Linked DNA regions of Mus musculus: regions 2, 3, 4, 5 and 6 are each linked to region 1. Evidence: chromatin contacts called from public HiCAR-type, HiChIP or PLAC-seq and promoter capture Hi-C data. All regions are on one chromosome and are shown on one strand. The core of a region is the stretch at or near the end of the contact, and the rest is flanking DNA. Distances in the headings are between cores, read along the strand shown.

Region 1 (3,394 bases), core at 454-2,953:
CAAAAATATCCTTTAAAACGGTAAGGAGTGGATCCTAGGAAAAAAAAAATGTTAGACATGTACGGTCAAACACAATGATTTATTAAAAATAAAACGTAAAAATGATTTTTGTACATATGCTTCCAAATTCCAGGCATGGGATCCAAGTAGGTTTCATAGAAAACGCTGTAGCCAGGTATCAAGTCCTTACAACAAAGTAAACTACCCTCCCGCCCAACCCCCACCCAGGTGTTGCTACAGAATCAGCAAGTTCACTCCCGCCCGCCCACCCGCCCCCCCAAAAAACACAAATTAAAACAAGACATTTTTTTGCTAGTATAAAAACGACCAAGGTCCAAGTAATAATAAAAAAATAGAGTCCATCAATGACTGTAACACAAAAATGTGTGTGTGTGGGGCCGAGTCCACCTTCAGGGGGGGTAACGGGCAGGCAAGCGGGGGGTGTCGTGCCCCCCAGGGTGAGCGGCTTCCCCCGAGGGCACCTGGGGCGGGCGCGGAGGGCGACGATGGCCGCGCCCGCCGCCGGCATCCGGAACCCGGCTTCTAGAACGAGCCTCCGCCGTAGCCGCCGCCGTAGCCGCCTCTGTACGGTCCACTGTTGCTGCGGCCGCCCCAGCTGCCGCCGCCGCCGCCGCCTCCGCCGCTCTTCATCGGCCCGTACGAGGACTGGTGCTGGCTGTAGCTGCCGAAGCCGCCGAAGCCGTTGCCGTAGTCGCTGCCGCCGTATGAGCCGCCGCCGCCGCCACCGCCCCCGTAGGCGCCGTAGCCCCCGTAGCCGCCGTAGCTGTTGTAGCCGCCGCCGCCGCCACCGCCGCCCTTGGCCAGCCCGTTCTGGTCTCGGCCGCCGCCGCCGCCTCCGCCGCCGCGGCCCCGGCCTCCGCCGCGCCCGCCCCGGGCCGCCCGCGCACCCCCGCCGCCCGCGTGGATATCCTCCTTGGGCACCGCCTTCTTCACCTCCACGCGGTGGCCCTGGATCGGGTGGAACTTGACCACCGCGGCCTTGTCGGCCGCGTCGTGGCTCTGGAAGTAGACGAAGCCGAAGCCGCGCTTCTTGCCCGACTGCTTGTCGGCAATGATCTCCGCCTTCTCCACCGCGCCGAACTGCGAGAAGTGCTCGATCAGGTCGCCCTCCGCCACGTCGCCCTTGAGGCCGCCCACGAACAGCTTCTTCACCTTGGCGTGCGCCCCGGGCCGCGCCGAATCCTCCCGCGACACGGCGCGCTTCAGCTCCACCGTGTTGCCGTCCACCGCGTGCGGCGACGCGGCCATGGCGGCATCCGCCTCCTCCACGTTCGAGTAGGTCACGAAGCCGAAGCAGCGGGAGCGCTTCGTCTGGGGGTTCACCACCACCACGCAGTCCGTCAGCGTCCCGAAGGCCTCGAAGTGGCCGCGCAGCCCCGACTCACTCGTCTGCACATTGAGGCCGCCGATGAACAGCTTACAGAGCTGCGAGTTCTCCATGTCGGCCGCCCGGGCCCTGCCCCCGCCCTGCGCGCTCCGCCGCGTCGCCGTCGCCCGTTAGCGGTCGCCGAGGCCTCGTCCGAGCCCGGGCCCGGCCGCCGCCGCCACCGCCGGCGGGGAAGGGGCGGGAGGGGGAGGGAAGGGGCGCGCTGCCGGCCCGAGGGCGAGCCGAGGACGCTGGAACCCGACCGGGGCCGCCGCGGCCGCCACCTCCGCTCCCCTATCGGGACACCACACAAAGAGGCCGCTGAAGGCGCGCGCACCCTCCCCGCGCGGTGCGTCACAAGCGACGCCGGGACGCCGGCCAATCGCCTGGCCGCTCGCCTTGGTCCCGCCCACCGCGCCGCAGCGCCGCTCTCGGTCGCGGCCTCCCCGCCCTCCGCGGTTTCCCCACCACCCCGGTCCGGGCCTGGGGCTCCTCGGCGACCGCCGCTCCTTCCGCCTCCGCGCTCGCACTCGACGCGGGGCCGCGGGGCCGCGGGGCCCGGGAGACCGCCCGCCAGAGCCCTCCGCGCGTCTCCGTGGAGCGTTTCCTGGCGACCGCGCGGCTGTTCCCGCAGTCGTCCCTCCCTCCCTCCCCTCGCCGGATGCCCAGGCCCAGCTCCGCAGTGGCGTTCGCGCCAGCCCCTTGAGGGACGTGACCTGCCGGCCAATCAGCGGCTGCTCCTCAGACCCACTTCCGTTTTCCGCTGCCGCGGGACGGGCGCGCTCCTCTCGAGCACTGGCCCGGCGCCTCCCGTGCGGAACCCTCTGTCGCCCGCACGCTTCGTCCTCGCGGGAATTCTGGCCGTTCCCAACGGATCAGCCCGGGTGGCCCCCGCGCGGACTTTTTAAAAACTTGACTGTTGGGGGCCGGCCCGCACCCGGCGTCGGCTCCCCTAGGGGCGGCACAAAGATGGAGGGCCTCGGCCTGACCCCAAGGCGGTTATTGGCCGTTTACGGTGGGCTGGTGGCTCCATTAATCCAATGCGACTCTTGCCCCGTGCCACTCTGCCCGCCGAAGCAAGCCCATGAGAGGGAACACCACCAAAGCCCTTGAGACCGGGTAACCCAGACCAGGCCCGAGCCAGGCCTGCGGTAGCCGCTGGCGATGCTCCGCCCTGTGAACTCAGCAGCGAGCTCCTGCGGACATGTTCCTTGCGAGCCACGCAGGATTTATTCGGCCCCATCCTTACACTGCTAGCCTTGAGCCAGGCTGACCTCGAACTCCCAAGCACTAGATTATAAGCATGCCCTATGAGATTTCCTATTTTTATTGCCTTCTCACCGCCATCCCAACTGTGGTTTGGGAATTAAACCCAGGGGACTTAACTAGAGTTGGAGCAGTGTCCCCCGACACGTCCTATCCCCATTCTGTCCCGTTACTTCTCATCTCCCTCATCTGGTGCACCCCTGTGACCTGCAGCCAGCAGCTTCTACTGGGCTGCCAGCTTCGTGAATATGAACAGCCATTTTGCCAACTTTATCCATATAACTAGATTTTAAAAAAAAACTGTCAGGGACTGTGCTTAGTGTTCACGGATAAGATCTCAATTTCTACAGTGTCTTAGGGTTGTAGAAATAAGGCAAGCTGGGAAGGAACGGCCTTATTTGGTTTACATTTCCAGATCATAGTCCATCACTGGAGGAAGTCAGGACAGGAACTCAAACAGGACTGGAACCTGGAGGCAAGAGCTGATAGAGGCTGTGGAGGGGTGCTGCTTGCTAGCTTCTAGCTTCACAGGGCTTGCTTCTCCGACTGCTTTAGTATAGCACACAGGATCATAAAGGATGGCCCTCACCACCCACAATGAGCTAGGCCCTGCCCCACTGATCACCAATTGAGAAAATGCCCTCCAGCTGAATCTCATGGCATTTCCTCAACTGAAGTCCTGTTCTCTCTGATGACTCTACCTTCTGTCAAGTTGATACACATAACCAGCCAGTGCATACA
Region 2 (3,394 bases), core at 401-2,900, 2.9 Mb before region 1:
CTTTGCCTGACAGTTACATCCCCACACACCTGTGTGTCTGACAGGCCCAGCATTTCATGGCATCTGTTGGGTGTGTCGGCTCACACAAGGATGTTGCCCACCCCACCTGTGAAAGTAATAGTCCTGAGAATGTGCACAAAGGGCTTGACCTAGTCCTTAATTCTTTGCAGACTAGTAAAGGGTTAAAGGAACAGACGTGTGTCAAGCGCTCAGTGGTGTCTAATGCATGATACCCGCTCAACAAGGATTTGTTCTCATATGTCTGCAGGTGAGGTGTGCAGGCCCAGAAGAGATTCTTGAGTTATAATCAGTAGAGAAGAGCTAGGTCTACACCCCAGAACCCAATCCTACAGGAAAGCAGCCCCGTCTCACTTGAGGATTCAGTATCCTTCTGAATATAGAAGCTCAGCTCCATAAGCACTCTGGTTGTGTCACTGTGGTAGACAGTTTTATAGTAGGAGGAAGGGAGGACCCCCAGGGGTTACCTAGGGAAGTCTGATATTTCCCTGGGGTCTCAGTCTTGTTTCTGTCAGTAACTAGGTCATCCTGAATGGGGGTGAGGGGGAGGTAGGAGGTTAAGGAGAGGGTCCTGCAGAGCAGTAATGTGCTTACATCAGCTAGTCTCTCTCGGTACCCTTTTTTCCCTGAGGCCACAGGTTGCCTGGCACACTAGCTCCCATTTTGCTTCCCCAGAGCCTGGTGCATTGCCTAGACTGCAGGAAACGGTTGCTGAAGGAAGCAATGAGTTACATTTCAGTATTTGTCAAATATGTCTGTAATTGTTAAGGACAGAGTGTTAGCCTGTTTCAGGATCCTCCCAGATGCCTGTGTCTTGGAGGCCACAGATGAGGAAACAGAGGTTTGGGACTGAAAGATAACTTCTTCAAGGCCCTCCAGTGGCAGTTCCAAGTACCTCAAAATGGCTAGGCACTGGGAAGGGCTGTGGAGTGATTAGCATTGGGGTAACTGCCAGTTAGAAATGACAGGCTCAAATGATTACTTGTGAAAAAGGATCCAGTGAGAGCTTTCCTATTGAATTGCCCGAAGGTGTTAGCAGGAGTTATTCCTTCGTAGAACAAAAGACCGGGTCTCCATGGGAGAGGGCCCCAGTTTTTTTCCGGCTAGTTTTAGCGCAGGGAAAGATGCCAGTCAACTTTGCATCTGGAAACTCCTTTAAACTAACCCGAGGGACCTGAGGTCACAGTAGCCTCTTCACTCTTGCTTCCGCCGGGCACCTTCTCTCAGGAAACCCACTTGCCCTCTTGGCAGGGCCAGGGCTCCAGCATTACTGATGGTATGCTGAAGGCTTAGCTCTGAGCCTCCTTTAATGGACTGTGGGTCTTGGACAGCAAGCAGCTGGAAGCATCCTAAGCCGCTGCTTGCTGGACACAGTCACGAGGTGAAGGGCAGGGAAGGATGGAGTTTGGCCCAACCATTGCAGATCCCCAACCGGTACAGATACTTGGCAGGGGAACGCCAAAAGTGCCTGTTCTCCCAGGTGGGGGTCTAGTTACCAGAGGGCCCTCGGTAAACACTCTACTGGGGCAATAACTATGCACATTTACTAAGCCTCTGGAGGAATGGTGGTCACGTGGCCATCGAGGGCGGCGCCCTCGGCTTTAAAATGAACTCCAAATCACCGAAGGCTTTCTGGAAGAGGCGGGAATTCTCGGGGCCGTCCAATATGGCTTTCTCTCAACAACAAGGATGCGCTTAACGCTCTAGGGACCAAGTCATGCCTGAGGTGAGCTTCTTGCGGTGAAGCAAACCCAGGAAGCAGCAGGGTCCGGGAAGGGAGAAGTGCCTCAGGGGACTGGAGTGGCTGGACCAGGCCTGGTCCAGTCCCTGACCTTCCACTGTCTTTGAGGAATGGACGCGCTACAGCCCTACGAGGTCAGGGCGGCGGGGTCCTGGTGCTAAGTGCGCGCCAGCAGGACCCCGTCCTCCTAACGCAGAGCCTTCCTAGGCCGGGGGTTTGCGCCTTTCATGCTTGGCCAGCCCGTCCAGCCTGTCGGCCGTCCCTGTGCAGTCGCGCAGGGGTCCCGATGCCTGGGCCTCAGGGGCGAAGCGCGCTCGAGAGGGCCATCTGCCTGGGTGTGGAGAACTGCAGCGTCCGCGGTGCGAGGCGCTGCCCCTCCCGGCCCCCGGCCCCGCGCGCCCGCACCTCTCCAAGGCCGCCAGCGCCCGCAGCCCCGGGGCCGCCGTGCCAGGCCCAGACCCAGACCCACACTAGGCGCTGGAGGCGGTGCAGGGATTAGTGGACCCCTCCCCCCGAGCTCCCCTCGCCCCGCCCGGGGCAGCGAAGACCCCTGGGCCCGAGGGTGACCGAGGAGCTTCGTCCCCGCGGGGTCTGGACCGGGGGCTCGGCCTCGCTGGGCGGGGGCTGCACGGCGACAGGCCGAGGTGCGGGCGCGCCGTTAGGCTGTGTCCCAGAGGCCGGGGTGTGGGGCGTGGGCTCAGGGCTGCGGGGTCTCTCGGCCTCAGGCCCGGGTTGAGGCCACGGTCCTGCGGCCAGTACCCCGGGGCGGGTCACCCGACCCTGCTCCCCGGAGCCGCTCACCCCGCACGGCCCGGCCTGGGGAGGGAGAGGGAAGGGAAGGGGTGGTGGGTGAGGGGCCGTGGGGACCGCAGGGCCGAGTCCCCGGCCCGCCCGCACGCGCTGCTCCAGGGCGGCTGCCCCAGGCTCCCGGGAGGAGCCAATCCCCTGCCTCGCGGGCGTCGAGCCTGCGGCCGAAAGGGAGTCCCAGGGCTGTAGAGGCTTGGCTCGGGGAGGCAGACCCGAGCTGCTGCTGCCTCCATTTTGTTTCCTGTTCAGCTTGGTCTGTAGTGGTGGTGGTGGTGTGGGTTTGGGGTGCGGCTGGGCAAGGGGGTTCCCCTGCGGCCACGTCTGCTCGGGGCCTGGGGCCTCGAAGACCCCCATGCCAAACCCCCCAGGTGAGCCCTACAGCGAGACGGGGGTAGCCTCGGCCTCGGGTCGAAACCAGCGGGGCTGAGGGCAGGTGCCCAGTGGATGGGGAGCCCGGGCTGGAACCTAAGATGGAGGCCGGGGCTGACGCGGGCCTGAGAGCAAGGCCGGCGGGCCAGGCCTCAGCCAGGCACCATGGTGGCTCCGGGGTTGGGGTTCAGGATGACTGGGGTGCAGTTAGCCGTGTGCAACCAGGGGCTGGCGCGGCGCCCCGAGGTAGGTGAAAGGATCGTCATGCCACCCACGACGCCCGCAGGCCCCGACACTCTGGGGAGGCGCGCGAGGCCCCCCAGGGGAGTCCGCCTCAGGCCCCGCCCGGGCAGCTGGGCCGACCCGTAGGCCCGGGGCCCTGAGCTAGCGCCCAGGGGGAAGGGAGGGGAGGGGGCGGCAGCAGCAGCTCCGCTGATTGGGCCGCCCGACCCGGCCGCT
Region 3 (3,394 bases), core at 543-3,042, 2.6 Mb before region 1:
CAAGAAGTTGAGATACTTTCATTAATTAAAAATCCTCTCACCGTGATACGAGACACAAAGGAGACCAGCATCAAAAGTAGGTTACAATAAGTGCAGGTTCTAGCCTGATTCAACCTTCCCCTCCTTCACCTAGTTACTTCTCCATAAAGGCAAAGCCTGGGACAGGCGTGGAGGAGCCCACGAAGGGCATCCTCCCAGCCCGTGGTGTTCACTGTTCAGTGCTTGGGACAGACACATCAACAAGTTTCATCACAGAAGGAGTGGTGCCATTGAAGGGAAGCAAAGAGGGTGGTGGGCACAGAGGGGGCACTTGGTTTAACTGGGGAGGTCAGGGAAAGCGTTCCAGGAATGGTACCCCAAATGGCATCCCCACTCACATGCACAATTCCAGAGATTCTACTAGAAGGCTGTCAAGAGCCATGCCTTCAGGCTGCACCAGCCTCCCAGAGTCCCCTGCTGCCCGATGCAGTGTCTGCAGAGCCAAACGCATCTTCCGCCACGCCTCGTCCTCATCCGGGCGCTGCATCCGACCCTCCAAGACTCCTGCAGGGGCCTGCCTTCCTTGGCAGGCTCAGCCAAAAAACCAACTCAAAACTCTTTTGTCAGAGCAAGCTTAGGGTGAGCCACCCAGCCCCGGGTGCCACAACCCTCCCTGAGCAACTGTGGCCCACGCCACCCCCGCCTCTCCTGTTTGCTCCTTTTTGCTCAAAAGAAAGTGACCTTCCAGGTGGCAAGCTGGAAGCTTCCGAGAATCCTCCCAAATACTCTTAGTCTCGCAGGATTCACCAAACTAGTGGACTGGCGGGGGTTGGAGGTGGGAGTGGGGGCTCCTTATGGGACAGGAGATAGGAGGAGAACAAGGGTTTCCTCTTTAGTGGAGTTATTCTAACAGTCTTTGGGGCCGCCAACTGTTCTGCTGGGTAGGGAAAGGAGAGAGGTCCCGGAAGGCAGATGCAGAGAGGTACAGCTGTTGAGGGTAGCGGCTGCAGACCGTGCAGGGGAAGGGATGAAGCTGCTGGGGGCGGGGGTGGAGGGGCGCACAGAGGCTGCAGCCTTGCAGGTTCCAGCGCCCTGAGATGATGGTCTTTTAGGGGCTAGGGGATAGGGGGGAATCAGGTGGCTCCAAAGGGAAGTGGAGGGCAGAGAACTAAGCGGTGGTCTCGGGACCTGAGCGAGTCCCAGAGAGCATAAATGGTCAGAAGATTTAGCTCCGGAGCAGGGCCTGAACGGGTAGCTTTACAAGGGTCGCAAGAGGGTTGGCTGAGCTTTGGCTTTGGAGAGGGGTCCAGCTTCCACTCCCGGCAAGCGGGTTGAAAGCATCTGCCCCGGACTTGGGATTTGGTCCCAGACCCACAGTATGGTCCATGCCCACTCCCGCCCCACTCCCGCTCCCGCTCTGGGGAGGTGTAAGCAGCCCGGCAGTCGGAGTCGTTTTGCTCGATCCTACCTGAGGGCCTGGAGCCAGCTTGGGCTCTTCTTCCTCTCGGGGACCGTCGCAATCCAGCTCGGCGGGCACCTCCGGGGGCCCTGCACCGGCTCCCGCTTCCAGGCTCGGCGGCGGCGGCTGCGGCTCGGGCGCCTGGGGCTTCTGCAGCCCCGCGGCCCGCGCCCGCTCCCGCCGGCCCGCGCCGCCGCTTGGCCTGCTCCGCCTCCGAGTCATGCTGCCTCTTGCGCCGCTCCCCCGCTCGCTGGCTCCTCTCGCGCCTCCGCCGCCGCCGCCGCCGCCGCCGCCGCCGCCGCCGCCGCCGCTCCCCTCACAGGACAACAGCCAATATGGCGGCGCCCGGCGCCCCTCCCCGCCTGCTGCCAACAGGTCAGAGGGCACACTCAGTCCGCGCCGCCGCAGTCGCCACGGAAGCCGCCAGCGCCATTTTTAATAAGGCCACCTCGCTGGGCTTCGCAGGAGACCAGCCCCGGGCGAGATCCTGTCCTAAGCACTAGTCCGAAAGGCTGCGATCGGCTGGAGAAACACATTGGGCTCTGTAATAGCGGGCCTAGGAGCTTAATTATCCATTAAATAATGAGTGAGTTACTAATCTTTTTGCTGCGAACTTTTCACGCTCATCTCTTGGCTCCTCCCTAAATCACTTGGAAACAGGTACGAATTATTCCCATTTTGCAATGGACAAGCACTGGCTGCAAAATGCCTACCATAGATTCCTAGATATCATCCCACCACACCTGTGGTCAGCCTGAGGCGAAAGAATAGGCAGGTCTTTACTTGTCGTTTACTGGGAGCCCCACGTTCTGTGCTCAGAACTGCAGGACCCAGACTCAGGTCGTTCTTGAGGCTGATGGGGAAGGGGGTCACTTAAATAGATAATAGGATCGGCGTGACAAGGATGAAATGATTAAAGCACATACTCTGGCAATGTTTTTTTTTTTTTTTAAGTGGTATGTGCGAGAGAGGTCTTTAACCCACAAAGCAAAATTAGAAATGTTTTAATAGCTCAGCATTTTAGTTGTTAATATGTCATCTCCACCCATTTTCTTCCCACAGGGGGAGAAAAATTCAGGCACATGGAACAAAAAAATATATGTATTTTTTTTTTAAGTTTCCAATGCTGTCTTATGCCTTGTCGAGTGAAACTGGAACTTTTTAGTAGTTACACGTGGAATTTATATTGATAACATCAATCAGAACAAAATCTGAAACTTTGACTACCAAGAAGTAAATCAATTTTTAAAAATTGCTCTATTTATCTTATTGTTTTAATAGGTATGTGTGTGTATGTGTGTGTGTCGGTGGGACTGGGTTAAACTTCTTTGGCCTAACTTGCTCCATCTTGAAGTCTGTCCTCCGTTTTGCATGGCCCCAATTCCAAGAAAAACCACAAATGTTCTAGAGTCTACCACTCAGGGAAGGGGAGGAACATCTGGCCTTTTCTCCAAGATCCTGAAACAGTTGCCACCCTTCTTTCCCTGGAATACCTAGGGGCCACCACAGACCAATCAGGAACCAGGACCTCTGGAAAGCCCCCTAACCACAACCAACCATGGTAAAGGTTGCCTAGACCCTCACCCTAATCTTCCACTTCATACCTGGTTGTGGTTTTCTGCTTTAAAAGGCCTGTGAGCCCACTTCTTGGGCTCATTGCTTCAGCTCCCGAGCCTAACTGCATCTCTAGTCCAGCTAGATCTCTTGGTGAGAGTTTCCCTTGGTGAATAAAAGCTGCTTTTGTTTGACTTTGGATTGTGGCGGCCTGTGCCTCATTATTTGTGTGACCTCAGGCCCAACATTTCTGTGTGTGTGTGTGTGTGTGTGTGTGTGTGTGTGTGTGTGTGTACGCGCGCGCGCGCATACGTGTACTTGTGTGTCAACTTGACACAAGCTGGAGTTATCACAGAGAAAGGAGCTTCAGGTGAGGAAATGCCTCCATGAGATCCAGCTGTA
Region 4 (3,394 bases), core at 464-2,963, 2.5 Mb before region 1:
TATCTTGTGTGTTTTGCCTGCCTGTATGTATTTATACCATATGTGTGCTTGGTGCTTAGGGAGGTAAGAAGAGAGCATTGGAGCCCCTGGAATTAGAGTTATGAATGGTTCTGAACCACCGTGTCTGTAATGGGAATCGAACCCAGATCTTCCGCAGGAGCAACAAGGGCTCTTTACCTCTGAGAAATCTTTTTAGCTATGCAGAGTATCTTTTAAAACCAAACTCGAACAGAAATGTTAAATTTGGCTGGGCAGTGGTGGCACACACTTTTAATCCCAGCACTTGGGAGGCAGAGGCAGGTGGATTTTTGAGTTCGAGGCCAACCTGGTCTACAGAGTGAGTTCCAGGATAGCCAGGGCTACAGAGAAACCCTGTCTTGAAAAAAAGAAAAAAAAAAAAAAAAAAAAAGAAACCAAAATTCTGGTCTACAGAGTGAGTTCCAGGACAGCCAGGGCTACACAGAGAAAGCCTGTCTCAATAAACAAAGAAAACAAACAAACAAACAAACAAAAATAGGCCAGGCAGTAGTGACGCATGACTTTAATCCCAGCACTTGGGAGGCAGAGGCAGATGGATTTCTGAGTTCGAGGCCAGCCTGGTCTACAGAGTGAGTTCCAGGACAGCCAGGGCTACACAGAGAAACCCTGTCTCAGAAAACCAACCAACCAACCAACCAACCAGCCAACCAAAAACCAATGACCGCACCTGCCAATGGTGTGATGCATGGCCCCAGGCATCCAGGTGTTCTTCTAGAATGCATTGTCTGTTCCTTTTCTGGTTTTGAGTTTGTTTTAAAATAGTTGCTCAGTGGTTCCCTTTATTAGGCCTAATTGGTTTTCATGAAAACATCCTTTTCCTAGGAAGGCATAGACGCCTCCATTTTTTGCAGTCATGAAGTTAGTCTTTTGCAGTCTTGGAGGACCTCTGTAGGTAGGGAATCTATTTGCTCTTGCTTTGCTTTGTTCTACCAAGGCCAGGTTGTCTTTAATCTGATTGGTCATTTGAGGTGTTTGTAGGCATAGGAAATCCTTTGGGAGGGCTTCTTTGTTCCAGTATAGGGGTAAGTTCGGTAAGTAAAACACTTAAAGGACAGGTCAAAATGTGAATATAAAGATAATAAGCAGAAATGGAGTGATCCAGACAAAGAGCCAGAGCAAGAGGGAGGCCCGTGCTTTTTGTCTGGTGCCTTTGGGCCCCATTTCCTGAGCGGTTGAACGGATCATGTATTCCCCCCTGCCCCGAAAGCTTCCCAGTGTTAAGAACTATTATAATCCTTAGTGCAGTTTATCTCTGTTCTGTAGATTCTAAGTCTTCACATCTCATATTGAAGAGTCTTTCCTCTTCAGTATGATGCTCCTTGTGTCGAAGACACATCACTACTATTAGTTGTCAGGATCTGGCATACACATAAGTGACTCAGTACGGAGCATATAAGGAGACAGGAGCATTAGTTAATGCAGATTAAGGCAAACAGACACACTCCCTGGGAGAGCCGCAGGCTGCATTAGGTTCCTCGGTGGTCTGCAGCGAAGACCCTTTGCAAGGCTGACCTGGCTGATGGCACACTCCATAGCGCCAAAAAGGGCTGCGGGTTGCGCTAGAAAAGTAAGTTGTTGCTGCCGGCGCAGCCCGCGCCGCGCGGCCTCCAGTCGGTTGGTGGCGCTCTGGAGAAGCAGCCGCTTCCTTCCGCCCGCTCCTTCCTTCCGCACCCCGGCACCAGCACATCCTGTTTTCGTTGGCCACGCTCTGATGGCGGTCACTGCTGGAGCTCTGTCCATTTCGTAGGACCGGTCCTCGCTCGGTACCGTGAGAGCTTGCTGCCTCCCTCCTTTGTCCTCTTCATAGGCCTGCGCATCGTCCCCGAGGGCGCAGGCCTTCTGCTGGCCGGCAGCATGGGCCGGGAGTCTCGGTGAGTCCGCGGGCGAGCGGCTTCTTGGGCTCGGAGGGGAGCGAGCGGGTGGAGGGAGCGGCGCTGCGGGTAGAGTGCGGGTGGCCGCGCGTGTGGCTGCTGAGGACCCGGTCACCCGGGCTGTGACGAGGCGCAGCTGGCATGCAGGGCAGCCGATTGCCGTGAGCTTGCGACCACCGGTCGAGCCCTGAGCGGGAACAGTCCCCCTGACCCCACCCCGCCCATCACGGAGCCTCCCGCCTCATCCCCCGGGTCAACCCAGAGCCGGTTCACTCCCGTTCCTCTTCGTCTTCACAACATTGTTTGCCTCCACTCTGGGTTACTTTCGTGCGCACGTGGGCCTCTCTGCCTAAGTCATTTAGAAGGAGCGTATGCAGGCCTTTTTTACGCACCTGCTATATGTGCAGGACCGGCTTTTATTGGGTTACAACAAAAACACCTGTTCCATGGCCATTTATTCCGCGGATACATTTTGTTACTATGTTGCCTGCTTCTTTGTGAAACCTTTCACGCGGGCACCTTACGGTGTCTTCAAAACTTTAGGTTTTAATAACGGATTAGGACCTTGAGGTAGATGATGATGATATTATTACTACTACTACTATTATTATAATCATCATCTTGAAAGATGAGATGACTGGTATGTATGTAGCCAGTCTGAAAGGTACTGTGGTTCACTGTGTAGGGAGAATGAAAACTTGGCGTACTGGGTTAAAACTTAGGTTCAGGGAAACAAGCCAAGTGTGAGTGGAGCAGCTTGAAATTTTTGCAAACCAAAAAAACCTGTAGCATCTTCCGTATAAAGGGTGTATTGCCAGTGACCATGGTTCTTTTTTTGGGGGGGTGGGGGGTCCGAGACAGGGTTTCTCTGTATAGCCCTGGCTGTTCTGGAACTTACTTTGTAGACTAGGCTGGCCTCGAATTCAGAAATCTGCCTGCCTCTGCCTCCTGAGTGCTGGGATTAAAGGCGTGCGCCACCACACCCGGCCTGAATTACCTTTCTTGATCTTGCTGTTATAATTATTATATTTGTATTGCTGGAATCAAAATAACAATAAGACCTTGCCATTTTTTGACTTAGTATCTGTTGGATCCTGTTACTTTCAAGAGGAAATTCAGACTCCCCAGACCTTTCGCAGAAGGTCCTTTTCACCCATTTACCTGCGTACAGTTGACTTCCTGTGGTGCCTGGCTTCCGCTCATCTGGAGCTTTCTAGGTAGATCCTGAGAAGGCTCAGAAAGCGAATGGATTGTTGATTCCTAGTAATGGCAGCCTTCAGTGATGGCGAGGAAGGCTGCTATGAGCTGATGTCAGGGCCTCACACATTCGGAACATGGGCTGGACGACCATGGCCTCTCCCCTCAGCACAGCCTCCCTTTCCTGCTTATTCTGGTCCCATGTGGAGACACCCAGCCCTTCTCTCTTGCCCTCATACTTGGTATTTAATTCATAATTAAGATGAGTCAGTGCTAGTGTTTTGGGC
Region 5 (3,394 bases), core at 640-3,139, 2.4 Mb before region 1:
AGTGTAGCCACCTGCTAAGCTGCTTCTGGGCTGCCAGCTCCAAGCTTTAGGCTGGCTCCTCTTAAGTTGTGGCCGAAGTAAGGCCCATTGGAGCAGCTGCCAGTGGTTCTCTCTATCAGACAGGAGTCTCCTTGGCAGCTCTGGGATTTGTGGGTTTTTTTTTTCCATTAAAAAAAAAACAATAATAGCAAAACTATGTTGTTAATGCCCGCTTTAGTACCTTTGAAGAGAGGGGCTGTTTGCTCCTTGGGTACCATGGGGAATCTAGGGTTATTGTTGCCTCCTGCTGGGGAGGTTTTGGTTTTCCCTCAGAAGTCTATTTAGAGACAGAAGACTGTCAATTTCCTTCTTTCTTTCTTTCTTTCTTTCTTTCTTTCTTTCTTTCTTTCAAGATTTATTTATTTATTTCCTGTATGTAAGTGTACTGTCACTGACACACCAGAAGAGGGCATCAGATCTCATTACAGATGGTTGTGAGCCACCATGTGGTTGCTGGGAATTGAACTCAGGACCTCTGGAAGAACAGTCAGTGCTCTTAACCACTGAGCCATAACTCCAGCCCAATACTATCAATTTCATGTTCCGGGCTTATAGTAAGAACTCTGAATCCAGGATAATTCTACAACCAAGCGACTCAGAAGGAAATACCGCCAAATGGAATTAGGCTAGTGGTTCCGCCTTTTAGGATAAAGGATATGGCACATTGTAGAGATGTCAGGGATTAAAAAAAAAAAAAAAACTAAATACTACAGGGCACCCCACATAAAATACCTTAATTATTACACATCTTACATCTGAGAGCCCTAACACCATCACCATCTGAATATTCTCATGTTTGGATATGGGCAGTCCTGCCCTACCCACCCTTAAGAAACTAAAGGGCAGACACTGAGTCTTTTTGTTTGTTTGTTTGTTTGTTTGGGGAGGGTTTCAAGGCAGGCTGTCCTGGAACTCACTCTGTAGACCAGGCTGGCCTCAAACTCAGAAATCCGCCTACTTTTGCCTCCCAAGTGCTGGGATTAAAGGCGTGCGCCACCACTGCCCAGTTTTGAGTTGGTTATTTATTTATTTAGCCATTGTGGGATTTCAGAATCATTTTTATTTGCATTTCCATGATGACTAAGGATTTTCAACATTTCTTTTAGATTTATTTGGGAATACTTCTGCTGCCTGGAGATGAGCTAACTTGAAGCCCAAGGATAGTAAGTACCATGGCTAGAAAATTCTCAAAGACTGAGGTAAGGCTGGGAGCTCCACCTTACCCCTGAGATGCTAGCTGCAGGAAAGAAGCAAGCTTTACTGGTACCTCTGCTGTGAACCCTGACCATGATGAGTCACCCGTGTGCCTACTCATATTGCCGTGCCTAACATTTCTGCTGGTTTATTTTTGTTTGTTCATGCTCTGTAGCCCAGGTTGACTCCAAACTCATTTTATGTATATGAGTACACTGTAGCTCTCAGACACACCAGAAGAGGGCAATCAGATCCCTTTACAGATGGTTGTGAGCCACCATGTGGTTGCTGGGACTTGAACTCAGGACCTCTGGAAGAGCAGTCTGTGCTCCTAACCACTGAGCCATCTCTCCAGCCCCCAGACAATGAATGAGTCTTAAGGGCTGCAGACAGGCATGAGCAAACATCGTTTTCAAACAGCTGTGTAAACGGCTTCTGGACAACTGCAGCGGGCTTCAAACGATGCCTGCGTCACGGAGTGACCCTGCATTCTGGGAAGTCACCGAGCCGACCATCCGCTCGCTCATCTTGGCGGGACTGGAGCTCCGCACAGGGACCGTCCGCTTCGCGCGCGCCTGCGCACTCCGTTCGCGGGCCGCGCGAAGAGTCTCGCGATACTTAGGCGTGCCTGCGCCTGCGCAGGCGGCGCTCACATTCCGGGGCTGTGGCGGCTTCTTCCTCCCGCGTCCGGGGCCCCGCGGTGAGGGCTCCAGGGAGTCGGGCGCTGGCGTGGCCTTCGCCGCCGCCGCCGCCGGCCCTCTGCCGTGACTGGACAGGGCCGCCCGGAGCGGGCGCGGCCGGAGTGAACGGAACGGGCGGGAGCTTTCCTGCCTATGGGCGGCCCCTGGGCGCTCTGAGGGCCGGGCTCCGAGCGGCCGAGGTAGGGCGCGGGGCGGCGGCTGGCGCGGGGCCCGGCGAGCGGGATGCGGGATGCGGCGGCGAGCGCGGGCGCCTCCTTCCTCCGGGGCGGCCTCCTTCCCCGCGGTACTTCCGCCCGGGCGCCCGCCGGCCTCGCGGCAAGCGGAAGTCACGGCGCGGGCCGCGCAGCCAGGGCTGCAGGGTGGGCGCGGGGCCGCAGTCTCGCCCTGGAGCTGCGGTCGTCCCCGCATCCCGAGAGCGCGGCGGGGAACGCCTCGGGGTCCCGTTAGGATGCTGACTTGGGGAAGCGCCGTGGGGCACGGCTAAGGAGCGCAGAGAAGACAAAGGAGACCGTTATTTATGTTGTGTAAACTTCTCGGGAGGCGGGAGCGGAGCAGCATCCTCAGTGGTTGACACGGCCTCCCACACTTGTTTAGAATTATAAAATCATATGTGATTATATACAGTAGTTAGCTAGATAGTAACAAAACACCGAGGGTTGTGGGATATTTGATCCTTGGAGGAGAACGGCGTGTGGGCCTTTGAAGCTTTGCTATATTTACAAAGCTTAAAGGTGCCTTGTGAATTTACTAAAAATAGTTTTTTTGGGAGCAATGTCTGCCACATTCAAGGTAAAAAAAAAAAAAGAAAGAAATGTGATTGTTTCATTGGAAGACGGCAGGATTAAACACCCACAGTAAAACTTAAGGGAAAGCAGGTCGCAGCAGACCTTCAAAACTACTAATTTAGTCACAGTGAAACTCCTCGCTGGCTTCCTTAAACTTACCGGTGCACCATTTTAAAAGATGCTTCTTCGTTTGTTTGATGTGTGCAAGGCATTGGGGTCCACCCCTAGTACCACAAACAAAACAAAACCAACTGTAGCCTTTGCTTTGCAACACGATTTGTTCTGTTAACTCCTAGCTTATGTTCCACCCACGTCTTAAGAGAAATTCCTCCGCCCACTTTTCTCAAATGTAACCTGCATCATTTTAGTGAACTTTGCATGGAAAGAATCCAAGAATAGCTGGGAAAAAAAGCAGTTAAGAGCGTGTACCAGGCTTGAAGAGAAGTAGGGTTTGGCTCCCTGCACTACGGTGCACTGGGAACCAAATGTAACTCCATGTGTTGCACCCCGGGGGGACTCACACTCATTTGTTCTCATGTAGACAAGCATAATTTAAAACATAAGGTAATAGCTGACCAAGCATGTTGGTTAACACCTTTACACCCATTACTTTCTTGGTGAGGCAGGAGGATTGTTATGAAGACAAACCTCAAAAATTAAAAATCCCCAAAAGCA
Region 6 (3,394 bases), core at 333-2,832, 2.4 Mb before region 1:
TTCATTATGTATGCTACCATCCGCACTGAGAGTATTCGGTGGCTGATTCCAGGACAAGAACAGGAACACGCAGAGTAAAGACAGAACTGAACTGGAACAAGAGGGGTCTCAGCCCCTCCTTTGTGGACTTAGCATTACAGTCGCTAAATGTGTGGACTTGCAACGGAAATCAGATTCAAGAATCATGTTCTTGTTGGACTACTGAAAAGCTGAAAAGATTTCATATAAATGTGTTTTTCCTATGACAACTAGCAGGTACAAAAATGTCCACTAGAATTGACTGTTGTTGCTTTTTAATACTTGAACATAATGAATTTCTTTTCTAGTGTCGTCAAACAGGAAAGTGTTGTCTCAGAAGAGGAGCTAAGATGGGAAGTATGGGCTAGGACGGGAAGTGCAGGTCTACTACAGGACCAGGTGAAAAATAAAGTCACTGAAACAATTCAAAGTGGTTTCGCTTGTTTCTGGGAATGGCAGACTTTAGGAGAAACTCCTAATTCTAATTAAAACATGTTAATTCTGTGCTAGAGCACAGACATTGCCCAGTCATATACTAGCACACAGCTAGATTGAGATCCAAAGGAAGTTAAGAACCCTGTCCTTGCCTGGAGGTTGAGTCTGGTCTAGTTTAGGACACAGCAAAGAGATGACATGGGCCGCTGAGATGGCTTAGCAGATAAAGGTGCTTGTCACCAAGTGTGAAGATCTGAGTTCGATCCCTGTGTTCCACACGGTGGGAGGAGAGAACTGGCAAATTGGTAATATTAATGTGCTAATTTAGAAAAACTAACAGGATAGTGCATGGTGACACGTCCAAAATCCCCAGCTTCTGGGAGGTGGAGATGGATGTTCCAGGCCAGCCTCTGCAACTCTACCTGGCTTCATGAAACTGTCTCAGGAAAGGAATACAACAAAGTTACCTAGTAAAAAAACCAAAATGAGGGGGCTGGAGAGATGATTCAGTGGTTAAGAGCACTGACTGCTGAGTTCAAGTCCCAGCAACCACATGGTGGCTGGCTCAAAACCATTTGTCATAAGATCTGACGCCCTCTTCTGGTGTGTCTGAAGATAGCTACAGTGTACTTACATATAATAAATAAATAAATCTTTAAAAAAAAAAAAAAAAACAAACCCAAAACCAAAAAGATACAAATCGAGCTAAAAGCTGCAACATTTTACTCAAAACTCAGCACTAAGTTAAGCCCCGCCCCTACCCCCCCCACCCAGCATGGGTTTTAAAATGAATTTTATTGTCAGTTACATCGCAAGAAAAAAAATGACAAAAGAATAATAAAGATCAATATACACACATAGGACCTGCATGTAAGGGAACAGAGTTGTCTCCACCCGTCCTGGGTGGGTAATGCACTTGTGCATGCAGCATGGTCGAGCTGCAGAGAGGAGCGAGCTCAGCGCGGCGTTCCGGGTCGCGGCAGCCGGGTCTTTAAGCCCTGAGCACAGCAGCGGTGGCCCGGCGCGCAGAGGGCGCTCGGTCTGCAAAGAGTTCCCGCGGGCGCGGCGGCCATCCCCTTCGGGGGCCTTCGGTGCCTGCGCCGCGTCAGGCAGCACGCCGGGCAGCCCGGGACCATGGTGGCGGCAGCGGCGGTGGCTGTAGCGGCGGTGGGAGCGCGTAGCGCGGGGCGGTGGCTGGCGGCGCTGCGCAGCCCGGGCGCGAGCAGGGCGGCCATGGTGAGTGCGGCCCGGGCGAGCCACCGGGCCTTCGTTCCTTCTGCTGCGTGGGGGCGACTGCGCGCGCAGACCCGCAGCTCACACGCCATAGCCCCCGCGCGGGGGAGGACGAGGCTGGGAGACATCCGTGAGTTCGAGACCAGCCAGGGCTCCGTAGTGGACCCTGCCTCAAACAAAACAGAACACCCAGACAGCTTCTGCCGTAGTTTTTGAGCGTGCTCACCGGAAACATTATCGTGGGAAAAAACAAATCCAAATGTGACGTTTAGTTGCGAAGCCATTCTGTGGGCTGCGAGCAGTCCTGGGGTGACCAGGACCTAAGTGACCAGCTAACCGTGTTGTTCTTGGTCAGGGGGCTTTAGAAGAGTTAGTAACCCCTCCACGCCCTTTTCCCGTTTTTGAAGGGCACATCGATTTTTTTTTCCCTCACCACTTTTAAAGAGGACATTTCGTTTTCTTACTCTGTCAGATTTTAGAATTTTGCCTGTGCGTTGCGGCTTGTAATTCTTACATCTGGCGAGGCTGAGGCAGGAGGATTACGGCGCAGCCGGCGAGGAGTGCTGGGAGACCGTCTGAGGTGTACTTTGAGAGTGTGAGGGGTAGAGGGGAGAGAGAGTTAGCCGAGGGTAAGTTTTTTTTAACACGCAGCTCCATCTAGTGGAAAATGCAGCATGAAACTCACCGTTTCCTTTACGGGCGCTCACTAGAGCCTATTTGACAACGTTTTTATGAAGAACTCGTAGACATAATTTATTTTCCTGTAAAATTTCTATAATGAATTTCCCCAAATAAATATTTTTCTTATATTACACAGTAGAATTGTTGAAGTCAGAAAATTATGCTGATAACGTCCATTGTTTTTGACTAATGACTTTAGAGATTTTTTTGTTTCCTGGTGTAATCCAGGACTAGTCATTGCATTTGGTTAACATTTTAAAAATTAATTTAATTAAAATAATTTTCATACAGATGTATTCAGGTACACTAAACTCTGCTCCCTTTCCTACCTGATTCTTTTCTTCCAATAAAAGAAGGAATGACATTTCATTTTGCTTTGTTTTTAATGGATGAGTTTCTTGTAGCTAAGGCCGACCTTGAACTCAGATACATTCCTGCTTCCACCTCCCAAGTCCTGAGAACACAAGCCTGTGCCACCACCCTCGATGTGAAATTGCTTTACTATAAAACATGTAAACTAGCTCAGATTTCTGTACAACTCGATTGCTGCAACCTAGGTGAGTTTTAGGGCCTGCTCCTGCCTAAGGTGCTGGTGACCTTACAAAACCATGGTGCCTGGGAAGGAATGAGTAGACAGATTGATTGGAATGGCTGCTGTGTGTCAGAGTCTGTTTTGGGCACCATCACATTTACGACCTTTCCCCCTCCTTTCAGCTCTTCCTCCCTTCCTCATCCCTGTCTTTCCTTCCACCTAATAATGGGGATGTAGACCAAGCTGGCCTTAAACACAGAAATCCCCCTGCCTCTTTCTCCTGAGAACTGAGACTAAAGCATATACTACTGTGCTTAGTGAAAGATCTCTCTCTCTTTTTTTAAAGATGTATTTATTATTATATATAAGTACACTGTAGCTGTCTTCAGATGAGCCAGAAGAGGGCATCAGGTCTCATTATGGGTGGTTGTGAGCCACCATGTGGTTGCTGGGATTTGAACTCAGGACCTTCAGAAGAGCAGTCAGTGCTCTTAC

What was found. Promoter capture Hi-C pulls out the DNA fragments that hold promoters and counts their contacts. HiCAR-type assays count read pairs that join an accessible place to other places. HiChIP or PLAC-seq counts read pairs in DNA pulled down with a chosen protein or histone mark.
Region 2: an H3K4me3 HiChIP or PLAC-seq map of stem cell-derived neural progenitor cells shows a contact between it and region 1, with 14 times the contacts expected there. The contact joins the promoter of Nsd1 here to the promoter of Hnrnpa0 in region 1. A contact is called at or near these places in 2 of 115 datasets of contacts at active chromatin or transcription factors (astrocytes and stem cell-derived neural progenitor cells).
Region 3: a contact with region 1 is called in a promoter capture Hi-C map of hippocampal neurons, with 3 times the contacts expected there. The contact joins the promoter of Fam193b here to the promoter of Hnrnpa0 in region 1.
Region 4: a contact with region 1 is called in a promoter capture Hi-C map of liver, with 4 times the contacts expected there. The contact joins the promoter of Ddx46 here to the promoter of Hnrnpa0 in region 1. A contact is called at or near these places in 2 of 39 promoter capture datasets (hippocampal neurons and liver).
Region 5: a HiCAR-type map of astrocytes shows a contact between it and region 1, with 2.7 times the contacts expected there. The contact joins the promoter of B230219D22Rik here to the promoter of Hnrnpa0 in region 1. A contact is called at or near these places in 1 of 39 promoter capture datasets (liver) and 1 of 115 datasets of contacts at active chromatin or transcription factors (astrocytes).
Region 6: a contact with region 1 is called in a promoter capture Hi-C map of hippocampal neurons, with 2.7 times the contacts expected there. The contact joins the promoter of Pcbd2 here to the promoter of Hnrnpa0 in region 1. A contact is called at or near these places in 3 of 39 promoter capture datasets (embryonic stem cells, hippocampal neurons and liver) and 4 of 115 datasets of contacts at active chromatin or transcription factors (astrocytes, embryonic stem cells and pro-B cells).

The regions. Positions count from the first base shown.
Region 1 is chr13:58,126,853-58,130,246 of GRCm38.p6, forward strand. It overlaps Hnrnpa0 (heterogeneous nuclear ribonucleoprotein A0), which reads right to left and starts at 1,704. Exons shown (of 1, transcript NM_029872.1): 1 at 1-1,704. The coding sequence starts at 1,461. The coding sequence ends at 544.
Region 2 is chr13:55,208,132-55,211,525 of GRCm38.p6, forward strand. It overlaps Nsd1 (nuclear receptor-binding SET-domain protein 1), which reads left to right and starts at 1,651. Exons shown (of 23, transcript NM_008739.3): 1 at 1,651-1,744.
Region 3 is chr13:55,569,328-55,572,721 of GRCm38.p6, forward strand. Fam193b (family with sequence similarity 193, member B) reads right to left here and starts at 1,793. Exons shown (of 11, transcript NM_145382.4): 1 at 378-1,793. Gm31364 (a long non-coding RNA gene) reads left to right here and starts at 1,769. Exons shown (of 2, transcript XR_873486.2): 1 at 1,769-2,098.
Region 4 is chr13:55,633,286-55,636,679 of GRCm38.p6, forward strand. Ddx46 (DEAD box helicase 46) reads left to right here and starts at 1,714. Exons shown (of 23, transcript NM_001282055.1): 1 at 1,714-1,910. The coding sequence starts at 1,894.
Region 5 is chr13:55,691,235-55,694,628 of GRCm38.p6, forward strand. B230219D22Rik (RIKEN cDNA B230219D22 gene) reads left to right here and starts at 1,890. Exons shown (of 2, transcript NM_181278.2): 1 at 1,890-2,113.
Region 6 is chr13:55,725,786-55,729,179 of GRCm38.p6, forward strand. It overlaps Pcbd2 (pterin 4 alpha carbinolamine dehydratase/dimerization cofactor of hepatocyte nuclear factor 1 alpha (TCF1) 2), which reads left to right and starts at 1,583. Exons shown (of 4, transcript NM_028281.1): 1 at 1,583-1,689. The coding sequence starts at 1,588. Txndc15 (thioredoxin domain containing 15) reads left to right here. Exons shown (of 5, transcript NM_175150.3): 5 at 1-442. The coding sequence ends at 78.